4 separate regions of the Mus musculus genome follow, and regions 2, 3 and 4 are each linked to region 1. The links are chromatin contacts, called in public Hi-C maps. All regions are on one chromosome and are shown on one strand. Each heading gives the region's core, a stretch centred on a gene start, on an enhancer-like site or on the middle of the called end of the contact. The rest is flanking DNA. Distances are from core to core; before and after follow the strand shown.

Region 1 (2,700 bases), core at 183-2,682:
ATCAGAGGAAAGGAAAGGGGAACCATCGATATTTTATATCCTCACAAATGAGAGCCTCAAATCCTGCCGTTCCCCCACTCACGCATACCTAGACCTACTTTGCTTTCTATTGCTGTGATAAGCACCAGGACCATAAGCAACTTGGGGAGGAACGGGTTTATTTTGTCTTGCATCTATCATGGAAGAAAGTCAAAGCAGAAAGCTAGAGGCAGAACTGAAGACAAGGCTATGAAGGACCACTTCTTACCAGGCTTGCTCACCTGGCCTTATAAATAGTCAGGAACAACAAACCACAATGGGCTGAGATATCTCATGTCAATCATTAGTCATGAAAATACCCCACAAGAAGTTTGCCTACATGCCAATCCGATGGAGGCATTTTCTCAATTGAGGGTTTGTTTTTTTTTTTTTTTCCTTCAGATGATTCTAGTTTATGTCAGCTTGACAAAACAAACGAACGAACAAACAAACAAAGATCACATCCACTGAGCTGACAAAATCCAAGTGAACTGATACTTATTTAGCCCAGGGAGTCTCTGTATTTCACTTCCTATGAGGTTATAGGATTAAAAGGTTTACTCAAGAGTTTCAAGCATATCTCCATATTTCTGCTGAATTATTTGTCTGGCTTTGTCTCCTATGACTGGAGAAAGGGGCTCCTTTGGCTAAGATAACGTAGCACAAACCCAGAATAACCACCCTGACTCTTTTCTAAACACTTGTCTCCATCTTAGGGAAGAGCTGGACAAAACAGTGTACCCTTACTCAGGTGTTCCTGGGGACCAGGCATTATGCTCTGAGCTCCCCCTGCCTCACACTACCTAATAACAAATAACACCTCTGAGAATTTATGATACATGGAACAAGGACTCAAGTTCTCCCAGATAGAAAGACGGGCAAGCTTGCTGCTTCTAAGCCTGATCTCAACAGAACAGATGCTGACGTTATGAGCTAAATGCTGTGTGGCTGTCACTGTGATGGCTTGCTTCTCTCATCCCACAGAGTTCACTCACTTTTCAGAGGAAAAAAAGAGTGGAGAAAGCTTTGCCAGAGGTCACAGCAGTGAAAAGGGTGGCCTCAGGCCAGGCAAGTGCCACCAATGGGGTATTTCAAAGCCAGTTTGTCTGAAATGGCCTTGGCCAAGCTGCCACCTAAGTACATTGTTAGCAGAATGAGTCAATGGGCAGTGGCAGGCAGGCAGGCAGGACAGCAAAGGAGAAGATTAAAATAATTACAACTCTAATTGATCAGCTCCGCTCAAGAGGAGATTAAAAGGGAAAAGGCATATTGAAGAAGGCACTCGACATCCGCCCTGGGCCAGATTCCATCTGCCACTGTGGCCAGCTCTCCCCTCCCTTCTGGCCCTTGGTCCAGCAGCCCCCACTGCAAAGCCTCATGACACAGCGTTGATGAAAGCCATTCTTTGTGGAAGGCATCAGGCCCTGCTCCCTTGAAGAACCACTCTCACAAACAGCAGGGAGAAGCAGCTTGGAGCAGCAGACAGTGGCCTCCCATTGGCAAACCCCCAGCCTGGAGTTGCCAGCAGCTTGTGGAAAGTGGGGAAGGAAATGCCAAGAGCAAGGCCAGGCCAGGGCAAGGGACCAGAGCAGCAGAGACAAGATTATGTCTTTTGATCCAATAACCTCACTAGGCAGAAAGCAGCCTGGACTCCAGACAGCACCAGCCTAGGTTGTGTACAACAAACTCCCTGACTCAGCCCTTGGTGTCTTGTCCTTTGGGAGCAGAGCTGGCCAGCGAGCACTTTTGCCTTGTCCCTGGTGCCTTTCTGTAGGACTCCTAAAGGAAGGGCATACCCAGGAGCCTGGGGCCAGAGAGGAAATAGAGAGGCAGATTCAGAAGACACAGAAATCTTGGCACTTGTCAGAACAATCTGGGTACACAGAGTCTGGGCAAGGTCAAGAGTGAGCAATAGGTGTGGAGAGGAAGAAGTTCTATATGTGGAAGGGGAACTGAACTTGCCTCTAATTTGGGATGTGACACATAGGACTAGAAATCTCTAAGTTTTCTCTCACTCCATACTATCTGGACAACAGCAGATGTCTGTGCTAGCTTCAGAAGAGAAGGACCTAGTTCATGAGCTCCAGACCAGTGGTCAGAGAGCCATCCTCTCCATAGGCTGCAGAAACTGAAAAAAAATGGACAATTAAATCCCATTTGCCACCTACTTCCAAGTTTAAGCCTGTAATTCTCAAATTCTAGTGTCCATATGTCCATACATGTCATCAGAGACTGAAACATAGATTCAGAGGGCCAAGGAAGGGCCTGAGGTCTGTCTTTCACACTAGCTTCCAGATACTGCCTCTGCTGGATAACAGTTTGAATAGCAAAGGCTCCACCAACTGAGAAATGGAAACATCCTAGATGGAAACATCACCACTCCATTATTAGCGAGAAAGTGATGAGAGGACCAAAGATGTCCCTGTCTCTCCTCCCATAGAGGATAGAGTGGCCATTAGACTTTCCCAGCAGGGATTTCTTGACTTTTTTTCAGGATCAGAGTACCAAATCCAAGGCTTTTAATGTACACTTTGCTACTGAGTGATAGCCATGAGCTCTTGTATTTTGTTAGTTAAGGGCAAAATAATTGGTTAGATTGGACTTTGTAATAGTTTCACCCATAAGAGTTAGAGACAGGGTCACCTTCCTCAAGCCTCATGAACCAGGGGTTTTCATTGTTCT
Region 2 (2,700 bases), core at 47-2,546, 260 kb after region 1:
ACAGATAACTTTTGTATTGCTTCCTGTTCTCAATCATTATATCCCTCTGTCAGCATCTTCAATTTTAGTCTCAGTTCTTCATGACTTAATTCTGTTTATTTGTTTGTTTAATCAAACATATATGACAAAAGAGTCATGGCAAGTAATATAAATTATATTAGCTAAAAAAAATGAAAAGTAGAAATAGTATTGATGAGGTTTTAGAAGAATATTATGGGATTTTCAAGATTTTTTTCACCCAAGAGAGACCCATAGTTAAAGTTGGGGTCAAGTGGTGATAGTAATTTTCACAACGTTCTCTATATACTTAAAAGGCTTTGGATGTGTGTATCAGAGGAGGGGTGTTTTGGAAGTAACAAAACCACACTCTATCTCCAGATAAGAATTCTGTTGAAAACAATAAGCTTGCCACTGGTCCACAGAAGGCAACAACACATTCTCCACTTCTATGTTTTGCTATTCATTTCCCCAGAATCTAAACAGAGGAAACAGATGAAAATGTGGAGACACTTCAATAGCTTGTCTGCTCTCTTGGCAATTCTGACAAAAAGCAGATGGTAAGTTTCTGGGTGGGTTAGGTTTTGACTTCACCTCCATCATCAGCTACTGACAGAAATAAAGAGCCCACACTTATACTGACCATTAGCCAAGAATGTGACCAGAACAGAAAGGCCCTTCCAAGCCAAAGCTGAAATGAGTGATTTAATGAAACTGGAGACCCACTAAACTGCACCGAGTGTGCTGAGTCTGTGCCCAGCAGAGAGGAAGGTGAGTCAATGGAGAAAAGAGGCAACTTCCCTGCTTCTGAGACTCTGGGATTTAGTGGACATGCATCTAAGAGAAAGGAGAACAAGGGCACAGTAGCTGGATGGTATAAACTAACTCAAAGCATGTTTCCCGACTGCTCACGGGATTGCCACACAGGAGTAAATGAAGAATGAACAAAGCCTGGATAGTTGCAAACTCACCTCAGGCCAGCAAGATACCTGGCTGAGCAGACCTGAGTCACGGCTAGTCAAGGGACAGGAAAGATGGAAGACATAGAGAGTGCTGAACGTCATCCAAGGCAACTGTATATTTGACAAGACAGCAGAAATAAGCCATAAAGAGGTTACAACAAGACAAACAGCACTTCCAGGATAAAAACACAGAAGTTCAGAGAAAGAAGGAGACTGGTAAAAATTATGTGTGGGGCATGGACTGGGGAAGCTGAAGGAAGCATTGATGCACTCTACCACACAGCTGTGCTACTCATGGGCAACACGGAGGGTGTTGATGAAGGTCACTGCCAGACTGGGCACCTTTCCAGACAGCACAAATTAGTCCACTGGACGCCAGCAGGCACCACCCGATTCCAAGCTACCACACCATAAACAGACAACTAAGCCAAGCTGTCAGAATGCTTTAATCATGGCACCAGTAATTGAGCAGATCCAAATTTACAATCTGAGCTTTGAGACAATGAAGCAGGTGGCAATAAAGATATTTTTCCAGTTCTCTGCTATCAGCTATTTTCACTTTGCTTTATTCAAAATATTTACACTTTCAATTTCAGAGTTCTGCTTTTTCCCATTCAATCAAGTACACTGAGACATTCATATTTCCTTGACTGTTTTTATAATGTTCATTTTATTGAAGGTCTAAAAGAAACTGCCCTGTATCTCTAAATGTCTCCTTCCTAGAGTCTTGTTAAATATGAGATTAGCCAAAGAGCCTCATCCTGAGAATTGAAAGTGAGTTTCCAGATGTCGAGTGCCTGATCCTGTCCATCCTCAAGACACAACGGAATAACCACCTGGGTGCTTGAGGTAACTCGACTCTGCTCAGGTAGACCACTTCCTCTGTTCAAGGGAAGCCCATGTTTCCTTAGGAAGACCAGCTCTACCTTTGACACTTTGTCCTTCTCTGGAACTATGACACATCTGAACTCACTCAGAGCTTGGCACGTGATCACATCAAATCGCCCATGTGGAGGAAGTGTGTTTAGAGAGCCAGTGTGGGGGTAAAACACATGATCCTCCCTCAGGAGTGCCATGTGGGTGTTTAAAAGGATGAATGATAGGCAGGGGGCACAAGCAGCCTCACTCTCCAATCTGACTGTGGTATAGAGCAGTAACTGAACTTCTGCCAGAGAAGGGACACTGGCCTCCATATTTCCATGAAGAAAGTAGACCATGTCTACCAAGGTTGTCTGGAAATTGCAAGACAACTGAACTCCATTCGCCAAAGCTAAAACAGGGATTTCTGCCTTCAAATCAAGAGAAAGCTGAACCAGATCCTGATGGAGCAAAGGGTGATTGCTGTAGGCAGCAGCTTCAGACCCAGCCATTAGCACACCCAGGAGGTCCTGGCAGAGCTGCTGAGTGAGGCTCTTGTTGTAAGTAAGCACAGTAAGCAAGAGGTCCTCTGTGGAGCCCAGGAAACGAATGCTCTGCCCACCAAAGCCGACCTGAATCTCCTGCAGTGCAGTGAGAGGGAGAGCATGAAAAGTGCTCATGGAGCCTGGGCAACCATCTACCAGTACCAGAGCATACAGAATTGAAGGCAGCAGGAGCAAGCATGCAGCCTGGGGGTCAGGCTGGGAGCAGTTAGCAACTGCAAGCCAGTAAATGCCTTTGACAGCCTTCATTATGTCCACAGGCTCTGGCAAACAACATGTCATGTGCTCAAGGAGGTCTGTGAGAGGGCACTCTTGAAGCC
Region 3 (2,700 bases), core at 79-2,578, 380 kb before region 1:
ACCGCCTCCAGTTTCCCGAGATAGATAGTTATCTTTTTAAGGAAGCAAATAATTATTTAGTGTTAACCTTCAAGGTTGTTAATATTTCATTAAAGTTATCAGCATTCATCTCCAAGAATATGCTATAGGGACTTCCTCAAAAATATTTCAGAATAACTCATTCATATAATTCTGTTCTTTAAAGGATCATTTTATTTGGTTTACCATTCCAAAGATATGGATACTAAAAGTTTGCCCCTATGGACACCCACTAATTCCTTAATGGGTACTTCCTCTAAAAACTTAATATATTCAAGCACCAAAGAGAAGAATACTTGTGACTTTAAATATTACTAATGGGAGAGAAGTAAAAATAATTGTCATTTAATTATAGAAATGTGTACTTTGATGCACAAATGCATGATAGAGGATAATGACTACAGACTTGGAAAATATTCTTTGGCTGCTGGGGACATTAGACAATAATTTACATGTTTAATTGAGTTTCTGTGAAAGGCTCATTGTGCAATTACATGTTCACTTAGGTGCTCAAATAGATACTGAGTACCGGTGTTTCACTTGTACCTATTTGCCCAAATTGCAGCTGAAGAAAAAAATGGGTCCGTTTATTCATGTGTGGGACTCCACATGTGCTTGCATTTTTACCTTGTGCTACAAATGCCTCCCGCCTTAAGGTTGATGGCTTCGCCTTGCTCCGAGCACTATTGCAGTGCAGACTATTTATGGAACAATATTGCCCTCTGGCAGTGAGGCAGCCAGTGGTTTTAATAACTGTTTTATGTCATTTTGACAGCTTCTAAACTAGTCACACCCAGCAGTTTAAGCCAGAAGGGAGACATCAAGGAAAGCCTGCAGGAGTTTTATATTACAAACCTTGTATGCACGTTTATATTAGGAAAGTGCCACATCTCTTGCTGTAAAGGAAAGCTGCCTCCCCCAAGAGGGAGACTGAAGGGGTTTTTTTGCCTCGGTAAAGCTTCAGAAATGTGCAAATAATAATGCAAGTGTTGTGCTCACCGAACAAGCAGGGAACAGATCCCTGTCCCTCCGAGAAAGCCCTGTGATCCACAAAGATCCCCGTAAGCTGATCAAACCCGGCTTCCTGGAACTTACACTCAGACACTCGTGGAATCAAAAAGGACTGTGGGGTCGTTATCTGGCTGGTCCTTTGGATTGAGTTATCTTGAGGAGTGTCACGGCTTTGCAAAATGATCCAGAGCTGTTCAATGAAGCTAGAGAAATGAAGGACTTGGCCACAGGCCCCCCATTCTTGGAGGGCTTTCTCGGCTGCCACTCAATCATTCAGGCAAAGAGGTTGCCAAAGGAGAGCCAGGTGGGCTTTGCCAGCTGGGACTGGCTTTGGAGGGGGGGTGGGGATTCTGCTATGTTTAGTAGAGCAGCTTCCTGAACAGCTGAGACAGGCATAGCTCAGTAAGCACCCATCTTTCCAGCCCAGTGCTTGCTGCTAAAGCTTTTTCCGGATTGGCAAAAGCAGCCCACTTTGTGTAAACCACTGTAGTGGTAAAACCAGGCCTTGCTCAAGTGACAACAAGCATCTTCTCACCCTGCAGTGGGACCAATCATCCTCACAGGAGAGTGCAGGGAGAGGGGGGTAGGAAGGCTTCTGGGCTGGAAGGGATGAAAACACAAATAGGCATGAAAGGAGCCTATAATCTCAGCCCTCAGGAAGGAATAAAAAGGGGATCTGAGTATGACCAGGCTAGCTCTTAGCCAAAATGGAGAAACTCGAGATTCAGTTAGAGAGCATACTTGTAAATAAGGAAGGCATCTGTGTTAACTTTGCCACCCCCCCCCCCATACAGGCATACACAGGTGCATACACCTGTGCGTACATATACGTACCACAAATGCATGCACACACAAACAAGGATAGCAAGAACATTACTGGAAAAAAATGAAAGGGAAATAACTGCTAAATATAGAAAGATGAATCTAAATGGATCCTAAAAAGAAATTATACTGAAATAATCAAACATCTATAACAACTAAATTTATTACTTGTAATTATTAGGTAAAAATTGAACTTTTATGACATGCTCTTTCCGAAATAAGTCAAATTGTTACTCAGAAACATCATCAATGCAAAAAAGGGAAGAGTTTATCTCGGTAGATAATTAAGGTAATTATTTTATTTGCATAAGAAATAAACACAAATAGCTCCAATTAGCTGATCAGTTGAGGGGAGAAAGGCAAGGAGGCCTATTTTAGCCAACCCAGGAATATGCATCATAAAAATAGATCCACACTTTCTTTTCTTACAAGCCATGAGAGCCTCAACCATGACACTAAACAAAAAATGAAAGAAATATGGAGACAAGTTTAGAGCAAGAGAGTATTGGGTGCCTGTTTCAAAGATGATCCAACTAAAGCTGGAGTGCCACCACAGAGAGCCTGTCCCAGTCATATGCAATCACTCCACAGTCGGTCTTCCCAAACAATTTAGTTTCCAATTGTTTCCAAAGAAATAGCACTTAGAAGAGAAGTACCTCATGTTCTCTTCTGTCCTTGTTAGGGTTTCCTGCTATGAATAGACACCATGACCAAGGCAACGCTTATAAAGACAACATTTAATTGGGGCTGTTTATACAGGTTCAGAAGTTCAATCCTGCTATGAATAGACACTATGACCAAGGCAACGCTTATAAAGACAACATTTAATTGGGGCTGTTTATACAGGTT
Region 4 (2,700 bases), core at 44-2,543, 380 kb after region 1:
AGATCAGCCCTAAGACTTCATCTACTTCGAATACTCTGTCATTAATTCAATGTGAAATGAGAGAAATGAGTAAGAAATTTCAATGCACTACTTAGACACTTCAAAAGAAATACTGATGGTTCAGATAATGAAACTAAACGAGAAAAGCGTCTTCAGAATATATGAGCAGAATTTAAATTAGCTCACTATTTTCTTTCAAGCAGTAATGAAGAAAAGGAAGTATTAACTAGGAAATTAAGGTCTGCTGTTCACACCCTTTCTATAGCTGGGCTCTTCTGTACCCCAACTGCTAAACTACACTCCCTCAGTTTCCCCAGCAGCCTCAGCTCCTAGGAGAACAGATGCTTTGAGCTCAAGCCCTGAGAAACCCTTTTCTACCCTGCTCAGGGCTCCAACCGACAAAGCGGCTTTACCACTATCCCTCCATTCTCACAGCAACCTAATGAGATGCTATGGGCCCCATTTCACAGATCTTGAAACTGAACGACATAGAGTCTACGTAAGTCACCCATGTCACACAGCCACCATCTAGCTGAGCGAGGTGACCTTCAGCATTATTTTCTGCCACCTTGCAGTGTACCTGTGCCTGCTGGCAGTGCCTTCTGCCTGCTGCCATGTAAATGACGAGAGAGTTAGGGAAAAAATCTTAACCTGAGCATTCTTCTAGAAGACTCTTGGCTCTCAATATATGAAGCCAAAAAGAGAGCTCTCTCTCTCTCTTTGAGCACATTCACTAATTCGGACAGCCTTAAACAAACAAGGAAGGTTACAGAACAAGGACACAAGGCAAGGGAAGTTTTAATTCTCTTAAGAACTCCTTAGAGCCAAAGATGAAGAAAGAATGGTGTAAACAGTCATTGCAAAAATGATTCTTATGAAGAGAAGCACATAAATAAAAAGGGAAGGGCATGAGGGAGGGAGGGAGCAAAGGAGGGAAGGATGAAAAGGAGGGAAGGAAGCAGGCCAGCTTTCTAAAAAGAGCCAATCAGAATGACCACCTATGACACACATTAAGAGCCACCACTTAAATGTAAAGCAACTTCAGACAAAGTATTTCAGAAGGATGTGAATGGAAACTCCAGAATATGAAGATGCGTTCCCATCTCTGTATCAGGTGTCAATGTGGCTTCAAGAAGGCACCAGCTAAATAACCCCTAATGCTAGAATCTCCACAATCTGTCTCCACAGACTCTATCTAGAAATCACTGGTGGCCTCTTCAATCCCCTTTAGCAGTACATCCTGTCCTTGCAGACAGCTTCACTGCCAAAGATCCTAGTTAAGAGCTATGGGATTTGTTTTCCCTAACTGCAGTGCCATCTAGTGGTAAAAACCAAACCACTCCCAACAGCACATCTACTCCAACTATTCTCAAGATAATGAATACTGTAAAACAAGAATGTGGGTTGCTCTTAAAACACAATGGCTTTGCCCATAGTTGGGACTGCCACTTGTTAACTCGACAAGCCTCCCTATACAATATGCAAAATATGATAAGATTAGCTTCCCGAGAAAAGACACATTTGGTTGTTGCTGCTTTTGCTCTGATATTGTTTACTTTAAAAAAATGTATTTTACTTACTAACAGCAGACTGTTACTTTGTGATTCTGAAGACATTCAGAGAATTCTTGTTAAATCTAACAAAAAAAAATTACTCTGGCTTAATATAATAAAAAATACAAGTCATTTGTTCTAAATCAACTTTCAAAAACTCTGAAGAATAATTTAAATGCAAGTGAAACTCATTATATAATAGCTACTAGTTTCAGTATATCTTGTCTAGTCTACATGTTAAAATTATGCTCTGAAACATGTGAGTTGGCCATGTTCTCTTTGTTTTTATAAACAAGATCTCTGTGACTACCTTCAGCACCTCAACTTTGGAGTTATTCAAACCACAGACAGCATTATCACAGCCTGAAGAAGACAGGAGGAAGACCAACACTCCCTAACAAGCAGGTCTGAACTGAAATCAGGTTAGAGCGTGAAAAGCTTTCTTTGAAAGTGTATAAGGCTCCTGACCTGGTGCTGAAGCACATTGAGTGTACCTCTGATCCTGCGCCGTATGAATAAGGATGCACTATCTAAGTAACAATAATAAATAATGATGATAAAGTAGTGTAAATCATTTCATCAAGAGGATGCAATTGATGGATAAGGATATTAAAGAACATTCTGGATAAGTGAGCTGTGGTTGACAGAGTAGGCGAGACCTTTGCCTGGATTGTAGGAGATGCATGTCTAAAATGAGGAAGAATTCTAAGTAATTAAAACAGACCTGGAGTTTCCTACTACAGTCATGGTCATTACTCTCCCATTTAACAAAAATAACCTCTGCCTGGCTAAAAGTAACAGCCATGGCTTGGAGGCAATGGCTTACAAAACAAAAGTAGGGAAAGGGATAGGCCAAAAAATTGAGCAGTCTAACTCAACAGGGCGAGAGAATGGAATGAAGCAAAGGGAAGACCCAAAGACCCACATCTGGAACACTGCCCAGTATGCCCAGGCAGTCCTTAAAGGCCATGTGACCATGTGAAATGAGCTGGTGGCTGGATGAGTGGCGTTCTCTGGGACAATAGAATAGTTTACAGGGTAAAGCAAACATGAGAAAGGCACAGGACCCTTCAGTGATCAGTGACTGGGGAGATTAAATATTAGGACAGCTCACTTGATAAGGTCTGAGGGAATCATTTAAGAAACA

Evidence for each region. A called contact is a pair of places that touch in the nucleus more often than the background predicts.
Region 2: a contact with region 1 is called in a Hi-C map of the N1E-115 cell line, with 6 times the contacts expected there. The contact joins two enhancer-like sites. A contact is called at or near these places in 3 of 484 Hi-C or Micro-C datasets (the N1E-115 cell line, cerebellar granule neurons and cerebellum) and 1 of 115 datasets of contacts at active chromatin or transcription factors (VIP interneurons).
Region 3: a contact with region 1 is called in a Hi-C map of the N1E-115 cell line, with 15 times the contacts expected there. The contact joins two enhancer-like sites. A contact is called at or near these places in 2 of 484 Hi-C or Micro-C datasets (the N1E-115 cell line and cerebellar granule neurons).
Region 4: a contact with region 1 is called in a Hi-C map of cerebellum, with 2.9 times the contacts expected there. The contact joins two enhancer-like sites. A contact is called at or near these places in 8 of 484 Hi-C or Micro-C datasets (the Ba/F3 cell line, the HPC-7 cell line, the N1E-115 cell line and 5 more).

Annotation. Positions count from the first base shown.
Region 1 is chr2:142,436,684-142,439,383 of GRCm38.p6, forward strand. No RefSeq gene overlaps it. Among named protein-coding and RNA genes, the nearest start is that of Kif16b, 460 kb to the right of the region's middle. Within about 2 kb of position 1,433, at least 35 of the 459 cell types and tissues checked have an H3K27ac peak or open chromatin away from gene starts, as enhancers often do. A contact at or near this core is called in the N1E-115 cell line, VIP interneurons, cerebellar granule neurons and 1 more, where this site is marked.
Region 2 is chr2:142,697,540-142,700,239 of GRCm38.p6, forward strand. The region is part of intron 22 of Kif16b (kinesin family member 16B); the gene reads right to left. Among named protein-coding and RNA genes, the nearest start is that of Kif16b, 200 kb to the right of the region's middle. Within about 2 kb of position 1,297, at least 23 of the 459 cell types and tissues checked have an H3K27ac peak or open chromatin away from gene starts, as enhancers often do. A contact at or near this core is called in the N1E-115 cell line, VIP interneurons and cerebellum, where this site is marked.
Region 3 is chr2:142,057,318-142,060,017 of GRCm38.p6, forward strand. The region is part of intron 8 of Macrod2 (mono-ADP ribosylhydrolase 2); the gene reads left to right. Among named protein-coding and RNA genes, the nearest start is that of Gm25583, 420 kb to the left of the region's middle. Within about 2 kb of position 1,329, at least 39 of the 459 cell types and tissues checked have an H3K27ac peak or open chromatin away from gene starts, as enhancers often do. A contact at or near this core is called in the N1E-115 cell line and cerebellar granule neurons, where this site is marked.
Region 4 is chr2:142,811,923-142,814,622 of GRCm38.p6, forward strand. The region is part of intron 12 of Kif16b (kinesin family member 16B); the gene reads right to left. Among named protein-coding and RNA genes, the nearest start is that of Kif16b, 88 kb to the right of the region's middle. Within about 2 kb of position 1,294, at least 12 of the 459 cell types and tissues checked have an H3K27ac peak or open chromatin away from gene starts, as enhancers often do. A contact at or near this core is called in cerebellum, where this site is marked.